2 separate regions of the Mus musculus genome follow, and region 2 is linked to region 1. Evidence: chromatin contacts called from public promoter capture Hi-C data. All regions are on one chromosome and are shown on one strand. The core of a region is the stretch at or near the end of the contact, and the rest is flanking DNA. Distances in the headings are between cores, read along the strand shown.

The links. Capture Hi-C pulls out chosen DNA fragments and counts their contacts.
Region 2: a contact with region 1 is called in a promoter capture Hi-C map of liver. The contact joins the promoter of Usp54 here to the promoter of Anxa7 in region 1. A contact is called at or near these places in 5 of 39 promoter capture datasets (the C10 cell line, cranial neural crest, frontonasal cranial neural crest and 2 more), 1 of 115 datasets of contacts at active chromatin or transcription factors (embryonic stem cells) and 4 of 9 other capture datasets (adipose tissue, liver, macrophages and 1 more).

What each region holds. Positions count from the first base shown.
Region 1 is chr14:20,477,991-20,482,381 of GRCm38.p6, forward strand. Anxa7 (annexin A7) reads right to left here and starts at 2,143. Exons shown (of 13, transcript NM_001110794.1): 1 at 1,905-2,143.
Region 2 is chr14:20,616,284-20,620,674 of GRCm38.p6, forward strand. It overlaps Usp54 (ubiquitin specific peptidase 54), which reads right to left and starts at 2,071. Exons shown (of 21, transcript NM_030180.2): 1 at 2,010-2,071.

The DNA of each region.
Region 1 (4,391 bases), core at 893-3,392:
TATTTCTACATTTTAACTACTATATTAAATCTTACCTTTAAGGGCCTAGAGGACTTATACCAAGATTTTTAAAACAAAACAAAAATAAATAAAGCAAAGATTATCTAGGTATTAGCATATGAAAAACTGAAACAATTTCAGTGCACCTTGAAGATTATTAAGTACCAGAAATGAAATGCCATTTCCATATAGGTCACAGAAATACCTTCACAAATGCACATTTATATAGGTACTAGGCTATTCATCATAGCATCATCTGTAATAGGAAAAGTAGTTCAAGATAATCTAAACATCACTTAGCGATAAGTGAATCATGAATATTCATAAAGTGAAGCTATAAACTATACACCTTCTAAAAGTCCTTTTAAAAAATCCATTAATAAAACCATCTACCACACGTGGTAAATTAAACAAAGCCAGGTGGAAAACAAGCGTTCTGCTAAAGAAATACACCCATTTTCTTCTCTCAGTAAACAAGCTCACAGGAAGGAGACAGGGAAGCAGAAAAGGGTGCAGCCTGACTGGGAGAGTGCATGCAGGTGTGTGTGGGGTGTGTGTGGGGTGTGGGTGTGTATGTGGGGGGTATAACGACAAAGCAGCTCATTTTTTCATGGCCTTTTAGCCCCTTTAAACATTGCTCATGTGATCACTTCAAAAAGTAGACTTTAAACTTTTTGTAAAAGGCTAACAAACCCTAGGGTGACTCAACAAATTACTCAGCTCTGCTGAAGTTAACAGGACTCTTCTGAGTGAACCAGAGCTTTTGTTTTCCCTTTAACAATGTTACAAACAACCTTTAGAAAAACTTGGAAAATCCAATCTTGGTTCTCCAAACCATCTCCACCCAGTGAGTCAGTTAGTAAAAGGGTGGATCTATGTCAGTCTCTCAACTGGCAAGAGGCCTAAGAAGTTAAGGGTGGGGTTGGGGGTGGGGACCGGTGACAAACTGGGAAGGGAAACAGGAAGTGTGACTTAGGCCAGGCAAGAACAGAAACAGTTTCCCAAAAGCCGCCTCTAGGTTCCGGAAGGGCCATTTAAAGCAATGACTGAGGATAACAGGGAAACAGGGCTTAGTCCTCTGCGTGGGAAGGTAGCCCTCTACTTAACCACGAGGGCTAAAGGGTGGTTTAAGTTTGCGGGAGCAAAATTATTTACTCCACTTGTTTCTAATGATTTCCTGGCCTAAACCGTAGCTCACTACACTTGTACTGTAATTGGGGCAGATTGCTTTATCAGAATGGCTCGCTATCACCTGGCAGCAATTAAGGAATGTAATGGATAACAGTAAAATACCTTTCGTCTTTTCACTTGGTTTAGCCATTCCCCTCTGCATCTTGCTTACCTAGACGGCTGATATGGGTCAAGGACAAGGAAAAAAAAATCTAGATTGTTACTGGAATAGTTTCCAAGAATTTTAAACCGGAGCTTACATATCAGGCTTGTGAATTCTGCCCTAGATGTCATTAAGCACGGCACAAATTCCTCAAGTTCCTCTAAATTTGCTGTGTCACCAAAAAGTCTAGTCACTAGCCAAAGCCAGCTTTCGGAGCTGCTAGTCGGCCTTCTGGCAAGGGGCTTCACCAGGGCCACCATCGGGCCTTAAGTCCGCCACTTGCGGCCCAACTGACCGAAAGCGGGGTACCACTGCTGCCTGGCATCCCACTCTAAGCCTAACAGAGTGATTTACCCACAGACCTTCCCAGTCCTCCAGCACGCAGGGAAAGCATGCCCAACCCACCCCAAACACCCGAAACGCGTCCGAGTCCGCGTCCGCCACCCGGAGGCCCACCTCGTTAGGACACGCGCGGGGCTCTACGACTACGGTTGGAAGACCAGACCAGGGACTGGGAACGAGCTGACTGACCGACGGAAGAACAGCAAGGGGAGGGGGTGCGAGTCCTCACCTGAACGAGAAAGCAGCGTCACACCCTAGCCCGCTTTCCTGCAATATGGAGCCAGAGGGCGTGGCGCATGGGCGGCGCGAGGGTGCTAGCTGCTTGGACCGCCCCCAAGCTCGGGCGGGACGCTGCGCCCCTCAGGTGGCTCAGCTAGTTTTAACACGTGTCTATATCTCAGCGAGGTAAATCTACTCCAGGTGGTGCTACTGTAGAAAGGAACTGCAGCTTTGGGTGGAGCCGCGCAAGTGGGCGGAGCAGAGGGACTCAAAGATAGAGAGCTCCAGGCCTCCGGGGATCCTGAGAACCTAGGTTTGTTTCATGTGACTATAGGGAATTGTGAGTAGACAGAACTGGAGTTGAATTAAACAAAACTAAGCAGGGTTCAAAGTTCTACTGGTCCATTAGTGTTAAACTCACCATATATAGAACTAAGTATTTGAGGCACTTACATGGAAAGAAAACATACACAGAGACATAGTGAAGTGATGAATGGAGGTTACAGGTCAACCAAATGTTCACCTCTTTTTTTTTTTTTTTTTTTTTTTTTTTTTTTTTTTTTTAAGGTTGGTCTTACTGGGACTGATGGGCAGTAAGGCAAGAATGGCTGATCAGTGAGCTCCTGGGATTCACGTATGCATTTTCAGTGATAGAATTACAGGCTGGCATTTGCACCTGACTGAGCCAGCTCTCCACCATGGCTTTCACTTTCACGACAAAATTGTATTTGGGTATGTAAGCCTGAGCATGACTTGTAGGGATTGTTTCCCTTCCTCTACCATGTGATTTTCAGGGATGGAATTCAGGTCATAAGGCTCCACGGTAAACACTTGGGTAAGGCATGGAGACAAATGCCTTCACACCTCAGCACACGCCAATTCCACTATACTACAGTTTTTAAAAAAGTTTATTTGTATAAGATATATTTCTGAGTGTGGGCACATGTGGAGGTCAGAGGACAACTTGGAAGAGGAGACAGTGCTCCCTTTCCACCATGTAGGTTGAGAGAATGCCACTGTGTTTTCCAGGCTTGGCTGCAAGGCCCATTTACCACTGGGCCATCTCACAGGCCCAAGGCACTTTCACTTGATATTTGAAACATAAAATTTAAAATAAGGTAAGCCAGGCAGTGGTGGCGCACACCTTTAATCCCAGCACTTAGGAGGCTGAGGCAGTTGAATTTCTGAATTCGAGGCCAGGCTGGTCTACAGAGTGAGTTCCAGGACAGTCAGGGCTACACAGAGAAATCCTGTCTCAAAAAGCCAAAAAGCCAAAAAAAAAAAAAAAAAAAAAAAAAAAAAATTGAAAGAAGGTAGTTTTTTGTTTTCATTGTTACATCCCAGAAGTAAAAGGTATCCTGGAATCCTCTGGTATTCCTGGAGCCAAGGAATAGCAGAGTCACACCACACATCAAACCTTACAGAATAGACTTGGCAAAGAAGCAGTGAAGAAGTGAGCAGAAAGCAGGCTTTCTATCCGGTGTCTTGGCGGGGAGGTGCAGACCTTTCCAGGGTGGCCAGATCATGAGCTTCTTTTTCTGTAGGGCGGGGCCTGGCCACTCCCACTCTTCTGTTCGAGTAGCCTGTGGGGTGGAGCCTGGCAGCTGGAGGTCTCTAGGTGCTTCATACAAGGGGAGTCTCTGCACATGGCTGCCCAAGTTGGTGTGAAAGCCAACATTTGTGCTACTCGTGTAATATCTAAGAAAACATTGTACAAATTCATGAAGATTTATATATTCTAAGCATTGAAGTTCTTTAGATCTCTGATCCATTTTAAAGTGTTTGAGGCTGGGTCTTCATATAGCTCAAGCTGACCTCAAAACTTGCTGTGCGACCACAGATGAGCTTGAACTGATCCTTCTTCCTCTACCTCCTGAGTGCTGTCGATTTTGTTGACTTTAGCCTTGCTGTGTAGCCAGGACAGCCTCCCAGTTCCTGAGCCTCCTGCCATACCGGCATTTGTACTGGAATTAGAGGCATGTCCCACAACACAGTTTAAACTCACTTTATATGATATGAACTGGAGCTTCAACTTTACTCTTTTGCATGTGGCTATCCAATTGTTCTAGCAAGGTTTGTTGAAAGGTCTATTATTCAGTCTGTTCTACAGAATGAGTTCCAGGACAGCTACACAGAGAAATCCTTTCTCAAAAACAATCAAAAGGAAGGAAGGAAAAAACGTTTATCCCTTTGATCCTTGTCAAAAATCAGATGACTCATAAACAGTAAGGATTTTTTTTTCAACTTTTGCAATGGTCTAAATGTATGTATCTCCTTCAAAATTGATGTTTCTAAGTCTTCGTCTCCAAGATTATGGTATCAGGAAGTAAGGCTGTTGGGAGATGACTAAGCCAAGAGAGCACTACCCTAATGTATGGGCTTATTGCCCTGATTAAAAGTATGACTGGGGGGCTGGTGAGATGGCTCAGTGGGTAAGAGCACCAGACTGCTCTTCCAAAGGTCTGGAGTTCAAATCCCAGCAACCACATGGTGGCTC
Region 2 (4,391 bases), core at 821-3,320, 140 kb after region 1:
GAAAAAAAAAAAAAAAAAAACGAAAAGAAAAGAAAAGAAACCCTATATAACCTTCTTGTTAAATCACTAAGAACCAAAGATGTTTTTTCCTTCCTAATTTTTTAAATCACTAAGGAATGCTTTTATAATTTAGATACTTGATTACAACTATGAATTATTTTACAATCATTATAAACACATTAGTACCTGGGCTATTTTGCACAATTATGAAAATACATTGACAGTAACACTAAGAGGAAAATTGCAGAGGAAGCCAATGATAACAGCATCTTGACTCATTTCTGTCAGGAGAACACTGGCACAGAATGGTACGAGCAACTCCAGTGTGAGAAAGCAAGCACGTGACTGGGAAGGGAGGTGACAGAGAGTACAAAGCAAGGAATCAGAAAGAACACAAACAAAGCTCTCTTCAGTGAGAGCAGTAAAAACCAGGAGGTACTGAAATCTATCCTAAAAGTCTTTCATATTCTCAAAAGCTACTGAACTCCAGCCTTTGAGTCAGTTCAAATGTTAACCCTACCACTTACAAGGGAGTGGGGGTGGCCTTCCATACTGCTCTTTCACTGGAAACTTGTAATAATGGTAGCAACTACTCAAATGAACATTACTGGACACACAGCATGTCCTTAGCTCTTTTTTTTTATTAGATATTTTCTTTATATACATTTCAAATGCTATCCCGAAAGTTCCCTATACCCTTCCCCCACCCTGCTCCCCTAGCCTCCCCCACCCCCACTCCCGCTTCTCGGCCCTGGCGTTCCCCTGTGCTGGGGCATATAAAGTTTGCAATATCAAGGGGCCTATCTTCCCAATGATGGCTAACTAGGCCATCTTCTGCTACATATGCAGCTGGAGACAAGAGCTCTGGGGGTACTGGTTAGTTCAGTGTTGTTCCACCTATTGGGTTGCAGACCCCTTCAGCTCCTTGGGTGTCCTTAGCTCTTAAAAGGTGGGAGTCATTCTCATACTGCAAGGGTCTGAAGAGGACAGGGAGAAGTTCTACCTATGCATGATAAGGAAAAATACTATCTACTTGTCAGGGTTGTAGTGAAAATTAGAAATATATGTGTAGCATTTAGCATAGAACCTAGGAGATCAAGAAATTATTATTGTACAAGCACAACCTCCACTTATAAAGCAGATTCAACTAAACAGCAATAAAATCTCAGTAAATTTTCCTCATATTGTTAGTAGCAGTTCTACAGAACCCAAAGCTTTTAAAAAATGTGAGTGCAAGCGCACACACACACACATGCATGCACCCCACTATTTCTTAGATGAAGGTCAAAATATACAATCCAAGAAAATAATAGCATTATGAAATACTGTTCAAATGGCATTGGAATAACCTGAGCATCAAATATAAAACATTTTATTTTCAAAGGATCAAAATACCTCATACCAGAAGGGAAAAGGTCTAATGACCAAATCTAACTTCCTAAAGTACTCTCTAGAAGCAAGCATCTGCCACTCTGAAATACTCAGCAAACCACTTCCCAGAATGAAAACATACTGTCAAAATCTAAATGAATTTTACCAAGAACATTCTGGTGATGGAAAAGGACATCACTCTGCGTCTGAAAGTAATGTTACTGCACAGGTTAGCCAAAAAACAGGACCTCTGTTACTTCCTTAGCCCATATATTGAGTTTGAAAAATAAATACAAAGAATACAACCTTCTAACAAATAACTTGTTTTAAGGAAATTCAAAACACTAAACCTACAACTCTTTTCTTTAAACTTGTAAATCTCCCCTTTAATTCTAACAAGTTCATATATACAATATATGTTAGAGGAAGAAAATAAAATTCACAAATTTAACATCTGGTTGGAGAAAGAAAAAAAAAAAAGACAACATAAAAAAATCTCCTGAAAATTGAGTTCAAAACTCAATTTCAAAGTAAGCTATTAGAGGGGTGAGGGTGGGGTGGGCTGGAATAACTTCACAAACACTACTCAGTCATGGTATCCTCCCTCTACACAGTTTTAATACAACTACAATGCTTACCAGACAACCCATTCGAGCTCAGGAAAAAACTGCAAGCACTCACAAGGGCATCTGTGGGGCAGTGACACAGACCGGAACAGAGGCTAGGGTACAGAGGGAGGAGACAAGCGCAAGGAGCAACAGTGGGAAACTGTTCATCTAACCACAAAGGCACACAACAGGATGTCAGGGATAAAACAATTTTTTTGCCAACTACCAGGAACAATTCATTGAGAAGCTAAAACTGAAGGAACTAACCAGAACTCTGGGAAAGACTTATGACGAACGTCACAGGAGGTTTACAACAACTATATGAGAGGCTGCTTCATCCAGAGGCACTCCTGAAGGCAAGGTCATCGGAAAGTAAGGTTTGCAGGGTGGCAGCTGCTTCCAAAGGGCTGGTCCTAAAAGAACTCTTTGTGTGGTGTCTGTGAGAAGACACCTTTGCAGTGCCCTAGAGAACCACCAAAAACAATGCTGTCTGAGTCAATTCAAAGTCCCAAGACTATCTGCAGTGAAACCATTGTAATGGGCAAAAGTCTTCCGTCTTAAACACTAAAATGGGCCATGCTATTAAAGAAATTAGGAAACTGTATGAATAGAAATTATGTAAACCAAGCTGCTGGGGTTGCCAGTCGATTTAAAACAAGAACTGACTCTAAAGGTTCTTCCAGCCAAGATCTCCACACCTCTTTAGGGAGCTGCAGTTGGATCCCACCCTAAAACATGTGATCAGTCAAACAGAACTTGCATTTGCAGGCAGGGCATAAAGGCCAAGAAGACCAACACACATGTATCTGTGTATCACTCTGCTTATTAAACAGCTTTATTGAAATGAGTTGTTTTATAAGCATACTGAGGAAAAAACTCATCAGCAAAATTCTTGCCATTTATGAAAGTTGGCTTTATTTCTAAACCTTGAGAGAAAATCCTTGGTCACTAAAAAAAGATTTAATTAAAGTTTATTGGTGAAATTAAACAACCATGGACACTGTCCAAAACTAATTAAGCTTACATTTTAACAATATGCTTAAAAGTAAAGCAGTCCTTTGGCAGCAAAGCAAGTGCCAAGTTTAAAAGAAGAAAGCTATTGGTTCTCTTGCTCACTATCAGTATTCCAACCAAGTCTTCTAATACATAGTGCCAAGGCACAGAAGTGCCACACCAAGGCAAAAGCACAGACTTCTACTGATCAGTACTAAATGGAAAGAAAGATGCCCAAATTGTACTTGGTCTTTTCTCTATGAGAAAATATTTAACAAAGCAAATTGAGAAAAAATTACTTTGGCTCACAGCAGGAAAGGCTTAGCGGAAGAAGCCCGGACAACTGGTCACCCTGCAGTGGTAGTCAAGAAGCAGAGAACGAGCAACTCGGGCTGGCCTTCCTCATACTTTTTCAAGTCAATCCAGGCTCCCAAGCCGTAGTGCTACTCACATTCAGAGTGGTACTGCCTTTTAGACCTTTCTGAAAACAGTCATAGACATACCTTTAGGTATGCAATTTCAATGGTAATTCTAAATCCAGACAGGTTGACAATTAAGATAAAATATTAGAGGTTGGAGAGATGGCTCAGTGGTTAAGAGCCCTGGCTGCTCTTCCAGAGGACCTGGGTTCAATTCCTAGCATACACATGGCAACTCAGAACCATCTGTAATTCCATTCTCTGGGGATCTGACACCCTCTTCTAGCCTATACAGACAAGAAGGCAATGGACTAATAGGACATATACATACACATATAAGCTAAACATCTGTGTACCTGAAATTAAATAAAGATTAATTTTAAAAATATATTAACTACCGAAAAAAAAAAGGTAGCCCTTCAAAGTCATTATGATATAGTATATAGAGCCCAGCATGGTGGCCCCCACCTTTAACCCCAGCACTTGGGGAAACAGAAGCAGGCAGATAGATAGTGCTTTCCCGTCCAGCTAACATAGCAAGACTCTGTGTTCATTTATTAAAAAATGGTATAGAGCTATAGCTAGGGGTGTGGGTCCCACCCTTGAAGAACCCCCAAGATCAATGCTCAGAACAGAATACTAAGGAAGGAAGGGCACTGACCATGCAGGAATTTCCATTACTTGGTAGGTAGGCCTAGTGGATTTAGGAATTGCCTAGTGGGTTTAGTAGGGTCTTTTCTTCAGTGTTTCTTTATTCTTGTTTCTAATGTTCATAAAACTAAAATTCTATTTTATAGAATAAAGTGCTGCCTGCAGCCACCCATATGGCTCAGGGGGTACAGTCAGTCACTTGTGACACAAGTTGGATAACCTGAGTTATGATGGAAAGAGAAGTCATAATGGAAGGAGAATGCAAACTATTCAAAGATGTAACACTCAGTGAAGAAGATGATGGTGATGACGACGACGACATTTGTGATTGAAGTGTTGCTTGATTCTA